3 separate regions of the Mus musculus genome follow, and all the other regions are linked to region 1. Evidence: chromatin contacts called from public promoter capture Hi-C data. All regions are on one chromosome and are shown on one strand. Each heading gives the region's core, a stretch centred on a gene start, on an enhancer-like site or on the middle of the called end of the contact. The rest is flanking DNA. Distances are from core to core; before and after follow the strand shown.

What was found. Promoter capture Hi-C pulls out the DNA fragments that hold promoters and counts their contacts. Capture Hi-C pulls out chosen DNA fragments and counts their contacts.
Region 2: a promoter capture Hi-C map of pre-B cells shows a contact between it and region 1, with 7 times the contacts expected there. The contact joins the promoter of Brwd3 here to the promoter of Atrx in region 1. A contact is called at or near these places in 2 of 39 promoter capture datasets (erythroid cells and pre-B cells) and 2 of 9 other capture datasets (adipose tissue and liver).
Region 3: a promoter capture Hi-C map of liver shows a contact between it and region 1, with 3 times the contacts expected there. The contact joins the promoter of Xist here to the promoter of Atrx in region 1. A contact is called at or near these places in 2 of 39 promoter capture datasets (hippocampal neurons and pre-B cells) and 2 of 9 other capture datasets (adipose tissue and liver).

The regions. Positions count from the first base shown.
Region 1 is chrX:105,926,386-105,931,433 of GRCm38.p6, forward strand. It overlaps Atrx (ATRX, chromatin remodeler), which reads right to left and starts at 2,987. Exons shown (of 35, transcript NM_009530.2): 1 at 2,715-2,987. The coding sequence starts at 2,734.
Region 2 is chrX:108,831,576-108,836,623 of GRCm38.p6, forward strand. It overlaps Brwd3 (bromodomain and WD repeat domain containing 3), which reads right to left and starts at 2,771. Exons shown (of 41, transcript NM_001081477.2): 1 at 2,524-2,771; 2 at 2,333-2,391; 3 at 2,102-2,131; 4 at 1,639-1,698. The coding sequence starts at 2,554. 2810403D21Rik (RIKEN cDNA 2810403D21 gene) reads left to right here and starts at 2,903. Exons shown (of 5, transcript NR_015493.2): 1 at 2,903-3,110; 2 at 4,691-4,780.
Region 3 is chrX:103,481,188-103,486,235 of GRCm38.p6, forward strand. Xist (inactive X specific transcripts) reads right to left here and starts at 2,046. Exons shown (of 8, transcript NR_001570.2): 1 at 1-2,046. It also overlaps Tsix and the pseudogene Gm14861.

The DNA of each region.
Region 1 (5,048 bases), core at 1,737-4,236:
TACCTTCAAAGGGAAGCTGAAGACCAGGCATGGAACCAGCCCAAGAGAGAAAAGTGTGAGGCAGTCAGCAAAGCTGAAAGGAGCCAGGAAACGGAAGTGTTCCCTGCCATGATGATAATGAACTAAACCTCTGAAACGGCAAGCGAGCTGCCAATCATATGTTTCAATCAGAGTAGCTGTGGTCATGGTGACTCTTCACAGTAACAGAACAAGTAAGAAAGACACATCTCCTCCAGCCCACACACGTGTAAATACACAGACAAAAACATAATTAGAAGGAAGATACACCTTTAAAAAGATACACGTGGACTGGCAAGATGGCTCAGTAGGTAGGGAGAACCTGTTTGCTGCTAAGACTGGGAACCTGAGTTCTAACACCTGCACCCATGTGCTGAAAGGAAGAGCACACGCTGACCTCTGTAGGTAGGACTGTCTGTTTTCTCTTTCTCTTTCTCTCTCTCTCTCTCTCACCTGGTCAATTTAGTGAAACTGTTTCAAAATAAAATGCAAAAGGAGGGCAGACTGCAGCCTTAGAGAGTAGTGAGTTAGCACAGAGGCACAAGATCACCATTATGGAAAAGAGAAGGGGAGGGAGGGTAGCTCAGTTGGAAGCATGCCTCCTTAACACATATAAGAGTTCTGGGCTCAATCTCCAACCTCGCAAAACTCAGCATGGTGCCACCTGTAATGCCAGCCCTGGGACGTTTGTGATTACCCTTCAGTTCAAAGCCAGTTTGGTTTACATATCTCAAAATGAAGGCAAGAAAGGAAGGATGAAAATCCAAATCCAACCTATGTATTTTTCCTTTTGCAACAGCCATCCGATGTTGAGCAGGCTGGTCTTGAACTTCCTCAGCCTCCTGATAGGTAGAGGATACAGGCAACACCTGTTTTCTGTTTGGAGATTTTTAGCTTTGAGTCAGGCTGGTTTCAAATCCTTCAGTATCCAGCTTCACCATCCACAAAGAAGCAACTATGGTTTTAAATACAGACAACTAAGACATGAAGTAAAACCTAGAAGTCATACTGAACTGTAAGTAAATGAGCATGAATGCCTGGTATTAACCAGCCAATACTGCTCAATATTCCATTTAAAAAAAAAAAGATTTGTTTTACTTGGGTCAGTTAACACAAATTCATAAAGGAAGACAATGATCTTTACACAACTAAGTGCCTGTATTTTAAGAACTGAAGTATAAGCCGGGCGTGGTGGCGCACGCCTTTAATCCCAGCACTTGGGAGGCAGAGGCAGGCGGATTTCTTAATTCGAGGCCAGCCTGGTCTACAGAGTGAGTTCCAGGACAGCCAGGGCTACACAGAGAAACCCTGTCTCGAAAAACAAACAAACAAACAAACAAACAGAACTGAAGTATATTTTCCCTAAGTAAAGAGAGCATCGATGCACTGTTTGCTAAGGTAGAAAATAATCGGATAGGCTCGTTCTCAAATTCTACAATCTAAAGTGCTCAAAGCCATGATGTCCTAGTCACCCAACGGCACATTTTGCCAATTACAGATGCAATTATGATCCACGCTACCTATAATTTCGTTTTGCCACTATTCACCAAGCTTGCATCTCATTCGAGAAGAAAAATCACCGAATTCAATCTTGGGATAAAAGGTCAAATATCAAACTGCCTAAAAAAGCAAGGTATCTGCATAAAAGCGGAATCCATTTCAGATTAACTACTCCAAACAATCAAAAAGCAAATCAGAAACGCGTGGAAAAACAGCCTGAATCGTAAACGTATTTGATCGCTAACATCGGGCCTGGGCTCTCTTCTACCTTTGCAATAAATCTTCTGGTGAATCCCCGTTAACCCGCTCCACATGCCTCGTGGAACAAATAAATAAAAGCACGATCTAACTACTTCACGGAACGTGTCCCAAACCGCAGGGGGTAACAACAACCGATGTCCCGTCAAAAACCGGACTTCTCCTGCAAAGTCGTCGGCCGCTGTTCTCAGAAAGCAAAAGCCCGCATTGGGCTGCCCGCTCTCCGTCTCAGCCGCCCAGGGGTCCCCAAGATAACCCTCCAGGATCTGGAGTCGGGGGGCGAAAAGGCACCTTCTAGAGGTACCTTCCGGGCCCGGCCCTCCTACCTCCAATGCTCGGCTCTCCTCTCGGAGCCGCGGAGAGCTGGAGGACTTCCAGTGGAGGCGACCATTGGGGTTCGCTAGTTCCAGGATCTCACTTCCTCCCGCCGCCCCTCCCCCTCCCCATCCTCCGCCCCTCCCCCTCCCCCATCCACCTTCTCCCCCCCCCTCCCCCCTCCTTCCCCACGCAGTCGCTAGGCCCCGAGATTCGAAAGACTGACCGCAAGCGTTCGGTGGCCCGCGACACCCCCCGCCCCCAGGCCTCGACGCCGCGGGCACGGAGGCGTGAGCCGAGCAGGGGCTCCCGGCTCCGCAGCGGCGGGAGGCGGGAAAGGCAACGCGCGCGCCGCATGCCGCCCCCGACCGACACACACACAGACAGACAGACAGACACACACATACACACATAGACACACACACACACACACCCCAAGCCCCAGCTGGGGCTTCCCACCGCGCTCCCCCAGCCCCGCTCACCTAGAGGGAAAACGATGCCGCTGACCGCGAAGCCGCGCGCGGGCCTAGGGCACCTAGCGCACGTCTTTGCAAACACCCCACTCGAGTGGAAGGCGCCCGGGAGCAGAACGCCGGGGCCCGTGACAAGGGCTTGCGTTTTACCTCATGGGCTCAGCGGTCATGTTTTTGGCTCGGACGGCCGCTTGGCTTGGCAACCCCTTGGGTACCGTTCTGCGCTCCTCGGCGCCAGTGGCTGAACGAAAAGTACTGGGATCTTAGTAGTCACCGCAGATAGTGCTGGATCGTCCTCCCAGCTCAGAGTCCGCTACCGCTGCTGCTGCTGCTGCTGCTGCTGCTGCAAGAGCCACGGAAACAAAGCAAGGCCTATGCCGACGCCATTTTGTTGGGCCGAGGCTTGGGCAGGAGAATTGGCGCGTCCTCCCTCTTCCTCTTTCCGTCATCTATTGGCTACCTCTGCCAGAGCTCAGTGTCTTATTGGCTACGGAAATTCACCTTCTTTGGGAGCCTGTTGCTAAGGCGGTCGACGTCATTTGATCCCCTCCACCTCTTCTTAGTGGGGTCCAGTTCAGTTACTGCTGACCTCAAAGTGTCAGGGATGTATCTTGACATTATCCTGAAAATGCGCTCTTGGTCCAACCTCTCTACTTCCACATAATTGGTGAAACAATGACACCCCATTTACGTTTATTGAGAATTTACTATATGTCGACCACTACACAGATCCTTTATCTTAATCTCATGCTTGAACCATCCAAAGTAGGCAGACCTAACATTTTAATGGGTGAGGATACCAATGCACAAGTTCCACATTCAGCCAAACATCCATCCTTGCGGGGAGGGTGGACATACATTCTTATGCTGTTTTAAACCCAAGGCTTTGTGCATGTTAGGCAAATACTCTATCATTGAGCTATGTCCTAACCCCTCCCCCACATGCACACTCTTAATCATTAATCTCCATAGCCACCCAAAATATAAATATTTTCTTTCCTATTTTATAATATTCTTAATTTTTCTTCTATATATTTCATTATAATATTCAGCTTGCCAACGCTTACACGTGTGAATTTTTACCTTTTGTGGAAAGAGAATGAGAAAAATTCTAGCTATACAGTCCTGACTAGGCTGCAACTCAACATGTATATGAGGCTGGCCTCAAACTTGGACTGTCCTTGCAGCCTCCCAAAGTGCTTAGAAGACAGGTGTACCCCATCATACTTAAGGATACTTACAGGTATTTATATATATATGATCAACTGGACATTGACATCTAATTCTTTTGATATTGAACAATCTTGAAATTGTCACACACAGGTCAGCCATTAGTTCAATCTGATATGATTGGGGGTATATCTCACTTACCAACTGATCCAAATCGTTTCCCCCTCATTTCATTTTTCATTCATAATCTCTGCAAATCACAAATAAGTTTTCTAAATTTGAAGTTTCCAACTTTGTGCCCACATTTATTCTGGAACACATGTTCATTCCCTTTATTTTGTTCATTCTGTTTATTTTTCCTGAAATATGCAACAGTTTTGGTCATGCTTAGATGTCAGGGTTGCAGTTTTGGACTAGAATGACAAGAGAAGAGTCTCTTTTCAAACAATGCATTCCAACAATCAGACTAGGTTTTTGTTTGTTTGTTTGTTTGTTTGTTTCCGAGACAGAGTTTCTCTGTGCAGCCCTGGCTCTCCTGGAACTTGCTCTGTAGATCAGGCTGGCTTTCAGCTCAGAAATCCAACTGCCTTTGCCACCTGAGAACTTAGACTAAAGGCATATGCCATCACACCTGGCTAACTAACATATAAAGATTTGGTTTTTAAATGTTGTATGTATGTTTGAGAGAGCCTGGATGTATATATGTACACAAGTCCTCACACTGCAGAAGAGAATGTTGGACCCCTGGCACTGGAGTTACAAGCAGGTATGACCTACCCAATGTAGGTGCTGGGAACAGCAAGTGCCCATAATCACTAAGCAGTCTCTTCAGCCTCTAATATACATTTTTTTATGTCTTTTCACAGTACTTCTATTGATTATTTGGAATTTGACATTGTGAAACCCCATCGCACTCACTTCCTAGTCCTCTCAAGTCTGCCCTCCCTGGAAGAAGGAAGGGAGGAGGAGGAGGAGGAAAAGAAGGAGGAAGAGGAGGAGGAGGAGAAGGAGGAGAAGAAGAAGAAACAGAAGGAGGAGGAGAAGGAGAAGGAGGAGGAGAAAGAGGAGGAGAAAGAGGAGGAGGAGAAGAAAACAAGACCAATTTGTGTTATCCATAGCCTGGTCAAACTCCCAGTGGCCAGCCCTTTAAAGAAAACTGAGCCTGTCCCCCAGATGCCATCTCCCACACCCAGAAGCCATCAAGTATGGAGAGCTATATACGTCAACATCATCACAATTTTAAAGAGTTCTCTTGGATAGCATACATTTTTGATGAACAGAAACTTGCAACATTTCAAATAATTTTTAAATGTT
Region 2 (5,048 bases), core at 1,521-4,020, 2.9 Mb after region 1:
AATTTTCTATCAAGTTCATTTTTAAGTTTCCTTTTCTCATTTGCTTAAAAATGATCTACCTGCCTATCCATATATAAGCTGGAAAAGGAAAAAAGTACACAAAATCATTTCTCATACACCCAGATATTAAAACTATGTTCAAACAGCTATCAGTAGTTTGATACTAAAACATGTATTAGTGAATACTTCGAATTTACCTTCTGTGATACAAGTAGGATTTATGTCTAACAACAACAGAAAGAAGAAAAACAAAACTTCAGGCTGAAAATTAAAAGTAGTAACAGGTATTCAAAAATAATTTGTACCCATCTGAGAAATTATTACCATTAATAATACTGGTGGTGGCATTCACTCTTATTACAATTAAACCATTTTTGGATTTGCAAGATATTAGGGAAAACTCAGTAGCTTCTGTAATAATGTGGCTTCACTCTTATAATACTCAAAGTTTTCAAAATTAACATCACAGCAATTTAACTGTTTTCTACTGACAAGCAAACTTTCAATTATTTTCTTTTTATTTAGTCTGCCTTAGTCTACTACTCTTCCAACTTTGTGTCCACTTTGTATGCTTTTCCTCATTTGGATCTTATTTGGAGGAAAGAGAGTTCAATTTAGGTTTTATTATCACTCCTTTCATCATACAACTCTGTAGCTAAGAGTAGAATCTCTTTCCCCACATATAAAAGATCATCTTTTTGTCTCAGTGCAGAGCAGAAAGTGCACTTACATTGCAAATTATATTTATGGAAAAAACAAGAGTCAATTCAAGACTTAACTAAAGTATATTCTCTTTTTTAAAAATGTCCATTGTCTCCTAATCCCAAAATCCTGTTCACCTATTCCCAAAAAGGTCATAATACATATTTCTTCTTTAGTGAAAACATATTTGCACAAATGCAGTTTACTGATGAATTAATTAGCTATTTTTTAAGATTAGAAATATATAACAATGTTTTTATTCAGTAACCCATTATCTAAAGATGAACAATCTTGGAATTCACTCAGTAGTCCTCAGTATTTTTATTTATGTAGTTTTTCTCACTTATGAGTCAGTTCCCCTTCTGAATTCCTTCTCCCCTCCACTCTAAAAAGAAAAAAAAAGAAAGAAAGAAAAAGGAGAAAGAGAGAGAGAGAGAGAGAGAGAGAGAGAGAGAGAGAGAGAGAGAGCTAGAAAAAAAAAAAAACACCCAAGCCTGGCCTCAGTTCCCGTATTTCAAGCCAGGACCAACCAGAAACCAGTTTTCTTCCACTAATCCGGAACTCCGGGCTGTTACCAACGCTGTCATTGGCCAGCGTCAGTCCTTGGTACGTGCCCCAAGATAACCCCCTGGTTTCTGTCCCTTATCCCCCTACAATGGGCCTTCTCCGCTGTTTGTAACACAGTCCTAAAGCACAACACAGCACCTCTGAAAACCAACTCACATTCTTCAAAGTTTTGGGGTGAAAATAAGCAAGGCTAGAGCAGGGCAAGGTACCCTTTCCGACACGCTGGGAGGGGGAAGGGGCAGTCCTTCGAACACCGAACAGCAGGCTCGGGGAGCTCTAAGGGCTGAAGGGCCAGGGGCGGTTGGGGGCACAAGGTGGGGAGGGAGTGGAAAAAGAGTTGGGCTAAGTTGAAACGAAAAGTTTACTAACCAGATCCTCGAAGCTTCTTCGGTGCTCTTTCCCTTCCCAGTCTAAGCGGCGCGGAATCAGCTGGGGGCCGGAGGAAAAGAAAAGGGGGGGGGGTGAAGGAAAAGCCTCTGCTCCCCAGCAGCAGCACCCAGCCTGGAGCCTAATCCTAGACCCTTTAACATTTTCATTTCTCCAGTCCCGACAGCTACTGCCGCTGTGCCGGGGGTTGGGGGTGGGGGGGGGCAGGCCAAAGGGAAGGAAATCCTGAAAAAACACCTCCCGCAGGAATAAAAGGCAGCGAGTTTAGACCCCTGCGTTGTCCGCCCCTTCTAAGCAAAGAACCCGATTTACCCCAAGTGACAACAGCCCCAAGTGTCCAGCTCGAAGGCTCCCTCCGGGCCCCTGCCCTCGGCCCCTGACCTACCTTACCCTTCCTCCAGGTTCTCCCCAGCCCTCCCCACCTCTTCCCAAAAGGGGTCCATACCTGATGCTCTTCGAGCTCTTGCACTAGCACCTGGGGAAGAGGGACACAGGGATGTGAAAGCAGATTGGGGCGCCAACCCATTCCTCCCTCCCCACTTCCAACACAGCCGCTGACTGTAGGAGTAATCGCGGCCGGCCTTTCCCTCACCCTCCAACTGCACTGCTCACCCAGTGCCTCAATTTCCCCAATGGGACCATTCCCCAACACTCCCAGATATCCTTTCCCTCTCACCTGAGCGGATTTGTTACAGGGTCCGGACTGCAAGAACCTTGCGATCAGGTAATACAGCTCTAAAGAAGGGGTTGGGGGTGGGGGGAGACGTTGAGAGAGAGGCAAGGAAAAGAGATACAAGCTTTTTAAAAAAAATCTGACAGCAGTCGCGCAAAGCCCCCATCCCTTTTGCCCCCGGCTCAGCTACCCACCGGCTTCGATCTGGGTAGGTGCCGCCGCCATCCTTTTCCCGAGGGGGTTTGGGGGCTTCGCTCAGGAGGGCTGGCGGGGGCGGGTGGGGGCGCTGCCTCTATTGTGGTGAAGCCCCCATGCTTGGGAGTCCCGCCGCTTCCGCCGCACTCTTCGTCCCAGTTTCGGTCTCTCTCGGATTCATCGCATCACGTTTCGACCCATAGATATTCTAGCCCAAGAGCTGAGGAGGCGGAGGAGGAAGGAGAGCAAGAGAGAAGGAGAGGGAGGAGCTGAAGTCGCCGAGGGGTGGGCGGGGGGAGAGGGGTGGGCGGGGGGAAAGGGGTGGAGCCATAGAAAGAAGGAGGGGGGAAAAGGGAAGGGAGCCGCTTGCAAAGCTCCAGGCTGGCCGCCAGAGGCACTAAGGCGGCCGCCTAGTTCCAGCAGCTAAGCCGGCCTGGGGTTGCCTAGTTACTGCCCAGAGAACAAGGAAGAGGTTCTAAATGCAGGCAGACGCTCTGGCAATCTTCGTCAAACTCTGTGGTGGCGTTGGCGTCCTAGAGCTCCGGAGTTGCTTACCCTTCCTGTAAGGGCAATCGGACCCTTTCCGGTGAGGGAACCTCTCTCCAGACATGATCAAGAGAAACTGGCGAGGGACTGACATGATCTAGCTTACCTTGGGTCACCGAACGGATTTGGTTTGTTTGTTCTTTCTCTACCCCAAGAAAAAGTCGCTAGCTACTGCAAGGTTTTGTTTTCAAACAAGGAACAGCATGCCAAAAGAAAGTGCTGCGCCTACCTGATGAGCAAGGGAATAATATTCTTCTAGAAAACTTCTTGTAGTAGTATCAAGTCTCCCCTTGATTCTGATAAACATTGCGCGCGAAGTTTACACTTTAAGGAGGAGGCCGTTTCCCCCTTCTGAAAAGGTCAACAAGCTCTTTCTTCTCAATTCCTGTAGGATAAGTTGGAACGCTGTTTTGAAATTCTGCCAAAACGTTTTTAAAGTTCTTAACTATTCATTGAAATTTGGATAGAAATGATAGTTTGGTTTGGTTTGTCTTTGAAGTGATATTCTCTGACTTGCTGTCACTATGTATCTATCCAAGGCTCCCCTGGAATTCCATGTCAATCTTCCTGCCTCAGCTTCCCTAGTGCTCATGTGGCAGGCATGTGTCGCCACTCCGGTTGACAAAAAGTCTTTTTTCCACTACCTTGAGACTACAATTGTTTTCATGTATAACTTTAACTCTTAGCACAGCGCTGATTTGATCAAAGGATTTGTATAATAATTGACAGTTTGAGGAAACTGGTTCACTTCCCCAATTTCTCTTAGCATCCCGTTCTCAGGATGTTACTTTGAACAGAATTCATAGAAACAAAACATGATGGGAAAACAAGTACTATTTGAATTGTGTACATTATTTGCTTTGAAATACTCAAATTTGAAGGTTCACATTAATGTATGGCTATAGTGGGAGTTTGGTTTTCAGACTCAGGGAGCTCGGTGATTAAACCACATTGGGCATAGAATTAAATTTAATTCAATTCATAAACTTAACATATCCTTAGCAATTCATTCTGCCAATTTCTTTTATTGAGTAATTAATAACAACATAAGAGTAAAATGCTATGGTTATCTTTGGTATAATCAGTATCTGAAAGAAGTAGATAAAAGAAATATAAAACCTCAGGACAAAATTGTGAGGTGCTTACTGAAATAGTAATTTTTATAGTTCAAGATAATATAATTAACAGCTAACCTTTACCAAGTCATTACTACATATTTTGCCTGCTGTAACTCATTTAATCCTTAACAGTGACCTAGGAGACAGTTTATATTTTTCTCTACCATACTAATATTAAAAATTACTACTAGCCAGGTGTGGTGGCACACGCCTTTAATCCCAGCACTAGGGAGGCAGAGGCAGGCAGATTTCTGAGTTCAAGGCCAGCCTGGTCTACAGAGTGAGTTCCAGGACAGCCAGAGCTACACAGAGAAACCCTGTCTCTAAAAAACAAAAACTAAAACAAAACAAAACAAAAAAACCACCTGCTATATGACTTCAAAGCACTTACATGCTATTGTTTTTCTTATATGTAAATGATAATAAATAATATTCACTGTGTTTGCTAACACACATTTTTTGTAGAACTCATGTGAGAATATATCTCTGTTGTATTCAAAAGGCATGTGACATAATTATCCCAGCGATCACTAAAACTGTAAATTTGGATGCAATTAAGAGAGAAAACTCCACACATTTATGGAAATTTAAGGTAAGAAATTACTTGTACAGAATTAATTTTATTTGTATTTATTCATTTATTGTGTATGTGCAGGGGCAGAGTCACCTGGCCTCCAGGTAAATAATTATGTTAACTGGAATTTGAAATGATAAGGGATTAGGAGTAAAGAAAATGCAGATTAACCTCCTGTGGTCTGATCTACCTATAATCCCAACACTAGGGTGGCTGAGGCAGAAGTGTCTTTAGTTCAAAACTAAACTGGGATACATAGCTAATTCAAAGCTGGCCTGAGAGATAA
Region 3 (5,048 bases), core at 796-3,295, 2.4 Mb before region 1:
TATAGAGCACTGTAAGAGACTATGAACGCAAGCGGATGAGTCAAATGTCCTTGAAATGGCCTTAGATACTTTTCTTTCTTTTAATAGGTGAGGTTTCAATGATTTACATCGACCAAGAACCCGCAGCCTCGGTCTCTCGAATCGGATCCGACATCATCCAACACTTCAGTGTTAGAATTGCAAGCATGCGCTCTCCCGACCTGGGCAGGCACTTCGAAAAAATGATGACTAAAGACACACGTGAAGTACCAAGCGAAACTCACGTCCTTATGGGACAGTGACTCATCACAGTCTAATTCCATCCTGGCCACCAAGCAATAATGCACATTTCTAACTGGAAGTCAAGCAAACACCAACACTTTCACACTTGTGCCCATTTCTGACGAGTTACGTCAAGTGGCAACCAACACTTCCACTTAGCCTTGCCTCAGCTTCGAGTGGCACAAGGTAGGACCAACCACACCCTACCATAATGCACCAAGTGTACCCTCGGGCAAAGCCCGCCAAGTAGCTAAAGCCCGCCAAAAAAAAAATCACTGAAAGAAACCACTAGAGGGCAGGTCACATGACTTCCGCCATCTTAGACACATTCAAGAGCATGTGCCACCTCTCCAGGCTAACTCAGACATGAAGCTGACATGTGACACACAAAGCCCTTTGCGTTATACCGCACCAAGAACTTGAGCCGCCATCTTTTCCTGTACGACCTAAATGTCCTATAATCCATTGCTACACACCAGAACAAAGATTGGGCTGTCGAGCCTCGGGTGGAGCCCCCGAGCCGCCATTTTATAGACTTCTGAGCAGCCCTTAAAGCCACGGGGGACCGCGCCAGGGGTCCATATGCACACACACCCTGCCCAATCCCCACACCCACGCTGAGCCCTATCCCCTAGTCCTCTGCGGCTTCCGCGCAACACCGCACACTAATACGAGCACTCCTTGGCTTTCTACTTCCGGCTAGCACAACCCCGCAAATGCTACCACAAATCAAGGCGAATCCCGCAACCCCGCACATATAAAGAAAGCCTTTAGCTAGCGCAGCGCAATTGGTTGCTTTTATCCAGTCCGCTGTGCTCCTCGGTGTCCTAATTCTTGGCGTAACTGGCTCGAGAATAGCCGTATCACGCAGAAGCCATAATGGCGGACGCGGGCTCTCCACGCCCTGAACACCCACTCAGTTTAAGAGCAAAGTCGTTTTTCTAAGCCATAGGTTCACTCACACAGCACCAAACGATCAGCAGCAACAGTACACGCAAATAAGAGGCATAGATATTCCAGGTAGTGCAATAACTCACAAAACCATATTTCCATCCACCAAGCGCCCCGTTGGGCCGTGAAAAAAAAAATTTAAAGCAGGTATCCACAGCCCCGATGGGCAAAAGAAAAAGAAAAAAAAATAATAACAGCAGGTATCCGAGGCCCCGTTGGGCATGGGAAAAAAAGACTAAACGCAGGTATCCGAGGTCCCGATGGACCGAGAAAGGTTTTTTTGTTTTTTTTTTTTTTTTTACAAAAAGCAGGTATCCATGGCCCCGATGGGCTAAGGAGAAGAAAAAAAGAATAAAAGCAGGTATCCACAGCCCAGATGGGCAAGTTTAGAAAAAAAAATAATAAGAAAAAAAAAGAATGAAAAGGCAGGTAAGTATCCAAAACCCCGTTGGGCATGGAATGGCGGGGAGGACACACAGGTATCCGTGGCCCCGATGGGCAAGAATATATAAACAATGAAAGAAAGGTAAGTCCACCATACACACACAAGTATCAACCAAAAGGCACAACAAAGAAATATTCCTTAAAAATGAAAAATTGACTGAAAATATTACAAATATCAAAAAGTATGGAGGACATGTCAAAAAAAAAATCTTACCAGAACATATCAAAACGTCAAAAATCTCGTGGAATTTTGATATGTTTTCTTAAATAAGCCATAAGGCTTGGTGGTAGGGGAACTAAAAATGTTCCCCCAAAGCTCCTTAGATGGAGAGAAACCACGGAAGAACCGCACATCCACGGGAAACGAGCAAACATGGCTGGAGCAAGCCGTTGCACGCCTTTAACTGATCCGCGGCGCTGAAGGCGGAGAGACCAGAAGAGGAGTGGCCACAAAGATTGCAATTCTGACATCTTATTGGACCTTTAGGTCTAACTATATTATAAAAAAATTAAAATGAATAAAGATGGAGGTACGTAAGCTCAGTGACATGACGCGTGAATTTCATTATTTTGCGCGATAATGAAGGATTATCCTATTTTACAGCTAAAAACGTTTATGTAGAACTTCCACATAAACATTAAATAATGTACATTAGGTCACACACCTGTCTATGCAAAATTTCAATATATCTTCTACTTGGACAAACCATGTATCGCTCCGCGTCTTGGACACTAGAAGTTCTTCTGCATTAGTTGGCGACCTCAGATGAGGAGAGGAAAGGGTAGAAATGCCTCACAAAATGGCTCCTTGGTTCCTAAATTATCAGAGTATTAGTTGTGACCGATTTGGTGGGCTTACGCTCATAGTTTTGGGTCATTGGCATCTTAGTCTTTCTCTGGGAACCTGGTGACTCCATACCTTGGGACAAAAACGCACTGAAGTACGTTACTCGCTAGCAGTAATGAAAAATAATTCCTAAATGCCAAAGCAAAGCCTGAGGGAATAATAGCTCATTGGTATCTTACTCGCCCCAGAGACACTGCTAACTTAAAAGAACTGTCAAATTTTGTTAACTGTCAAACTATGAATATCCACATGAAAGAGATCAGACACCCTGGGTATTAGAAAATCAAAGGATATTGTTGTCTCGTTGATTCACGCTGACAAATAATTCACAGTCTGTTCTAAGTTCCCTTTAGGCGTCCCATGAATAATAAAGGACACAAAATTGGTTTGCTTATGGACGATCAAAGTGCCAGCAATTCACTAATCTTACTATTGAGGTGGTTCAGGTAGGGATGGAAAAATATCTGCTACAAAATAAACTGTTTCAACAAAAGAAAAACAAATTAACAAGTAAATAAATGATGCACACAGACTGAATAAACCAGCAGGTGGCAGCATGAATCTTTCCAAGGCATCTGAAGCCAAACTTGGAGTGCAAAAGGATTCCTATCTGAATTGAGAAGTAAAGGTTACTTTGTCTAACTTTAGTTGACAGAGCGATCAGGATCAGAGTAACAAGCACACCAAAAGCATCACCAGTGAGAAGTCACATAGGACATATTAGGGAAAAAAGACCCAAGGAAGGGCTCTTCACAGCTAAGAGCACCTGGCTCCACGATGGATATGGCTTTGTATAAACGAGAACTTCTAAATGAGCTGTACAAAGAGAATTTAGAACTTGCGAGGTACTGGTCACAGATTATGCAAGCCAGTGTATCATTTTTGTGGGGATGCTAGAGAGAATCATCAAATTAAAGAGTTAAATTTAGTCTCTGTGTTTTACTTAGTCCCAATTCTTGCAAACCTCATCATTCTTTCTCACACCGTGTACATCAAGGTATGTCAGGTTTCGGGGACACTTTTTAGTCTTATCACAAGAAAGCATGAAGGGATATGTGCTAAAACTCAGTTCCTGGGCTGGAGAGATAGCTCAGTGGTTAGGAGTGCTGACTGCTCTTCCAGAGGGCCTGAGTTCAATTCTCAACAACTTCGTAGTGGCTCACAGTCATCTGTAGTGGGATCCGATATCTAACCTCTTCTGATGTATCTGAACAGTGACCGACAGTGTACTCACATTAAATAAATATTTTTCTAAAAAACACCTCCATTCCTGTACACTTAACTAGGTAATTTATTGCATATTCTTTGTTTGTTTGTTTGTTTTGTTTTTCAAGGCAGGTTTTCTCTGTATAGCCCCAGATGTCCTGGAACTCACTCTGTAGACCAGGCTGGCCTCGAAGTTAGAAATCCACCTGCCTCCACCTCCCAAGTGCTGGGATTAAAGGTGTGTGCCACCACTGCCTGCCTCATTGCATATTCTTAACATTAAGATTAAAAATGCACCTGGGGTAAAATAGTAATCTTGAGGAATTCTCCATGCAAATTCAAAGAGGAGAAGAAGGAAGAACAAGATGATGATGATAATGGGTCAAGAAACAAGGACCCACTACAAAGCAGCAAGAAACAGAAATGGGAGTTAAGAAATGGTCTTCCAATGTGCAGAGAGTAAGAGACTTTAGAACACTTGGTCCTAGATGAGATGTCTTCATCAAGCCCTTTCTTTCAATGCTCAGGCATCTATGAAGATAAGGAGTCAGAAAGACTGCAGTAAATGACTCCAAGAAAACACCATCCAGACAAAACAGCGCAGTTTTCGTTTTGTTTTTAAGAAAATGAATATGGATTTGGATGAGTGGGGAAGAGTTGGAGGAAGGAAAAATGATCAAAATAAATCATGAAAAATGGTTTGTTTTTTTAAAGGAAGGGATGTTCAATGACACTACTGGCTCTGTGAACAGAGAGAAAGTTGGAGCCACAACTATAGGTAGATCAGGCATCCAGTCTCTCCAGGAAATCTATATTTTTTTCAATTCTAACGTATATTGGGAGAGGGGTTGATCTGGTATAAAATGGTTGAAGAAACACTCCCAAGTTCATGAATCAACATAATATTGTCTAAGTTGCATCAAAAACCCATCTATGGATTTAGCGCTATACTCAGCAAAATTCTAATGACATTCACATAAATAGTTTTTAAAAATAGGTGACATGGTAAGTAGCTTATGCCTGTGAATCCCAGCCCTTGGGAGTTACAAGGATGATCAGAAATAGCCACATAGAGAATTGGAGACCAGATTGAGCTACATGACAAAGCTTCAAATGAATGAACAGGTTGCACCACAGCGTCAACATGCTACTGCTCATAGGTAGGCTTGTAAATTAGTGGGATAGAATAGAGGACCTGGAGACAGCCATCCACTACTCAACAAAGGTACAAACACCACATGTAAGAGACATACAGTCACTTGGCCAAGTGATCCTTAGCATAGTGGTACTATCTCACCCTATACAGAAATCAATCTACCAAAGATCATGTAAGAACAAT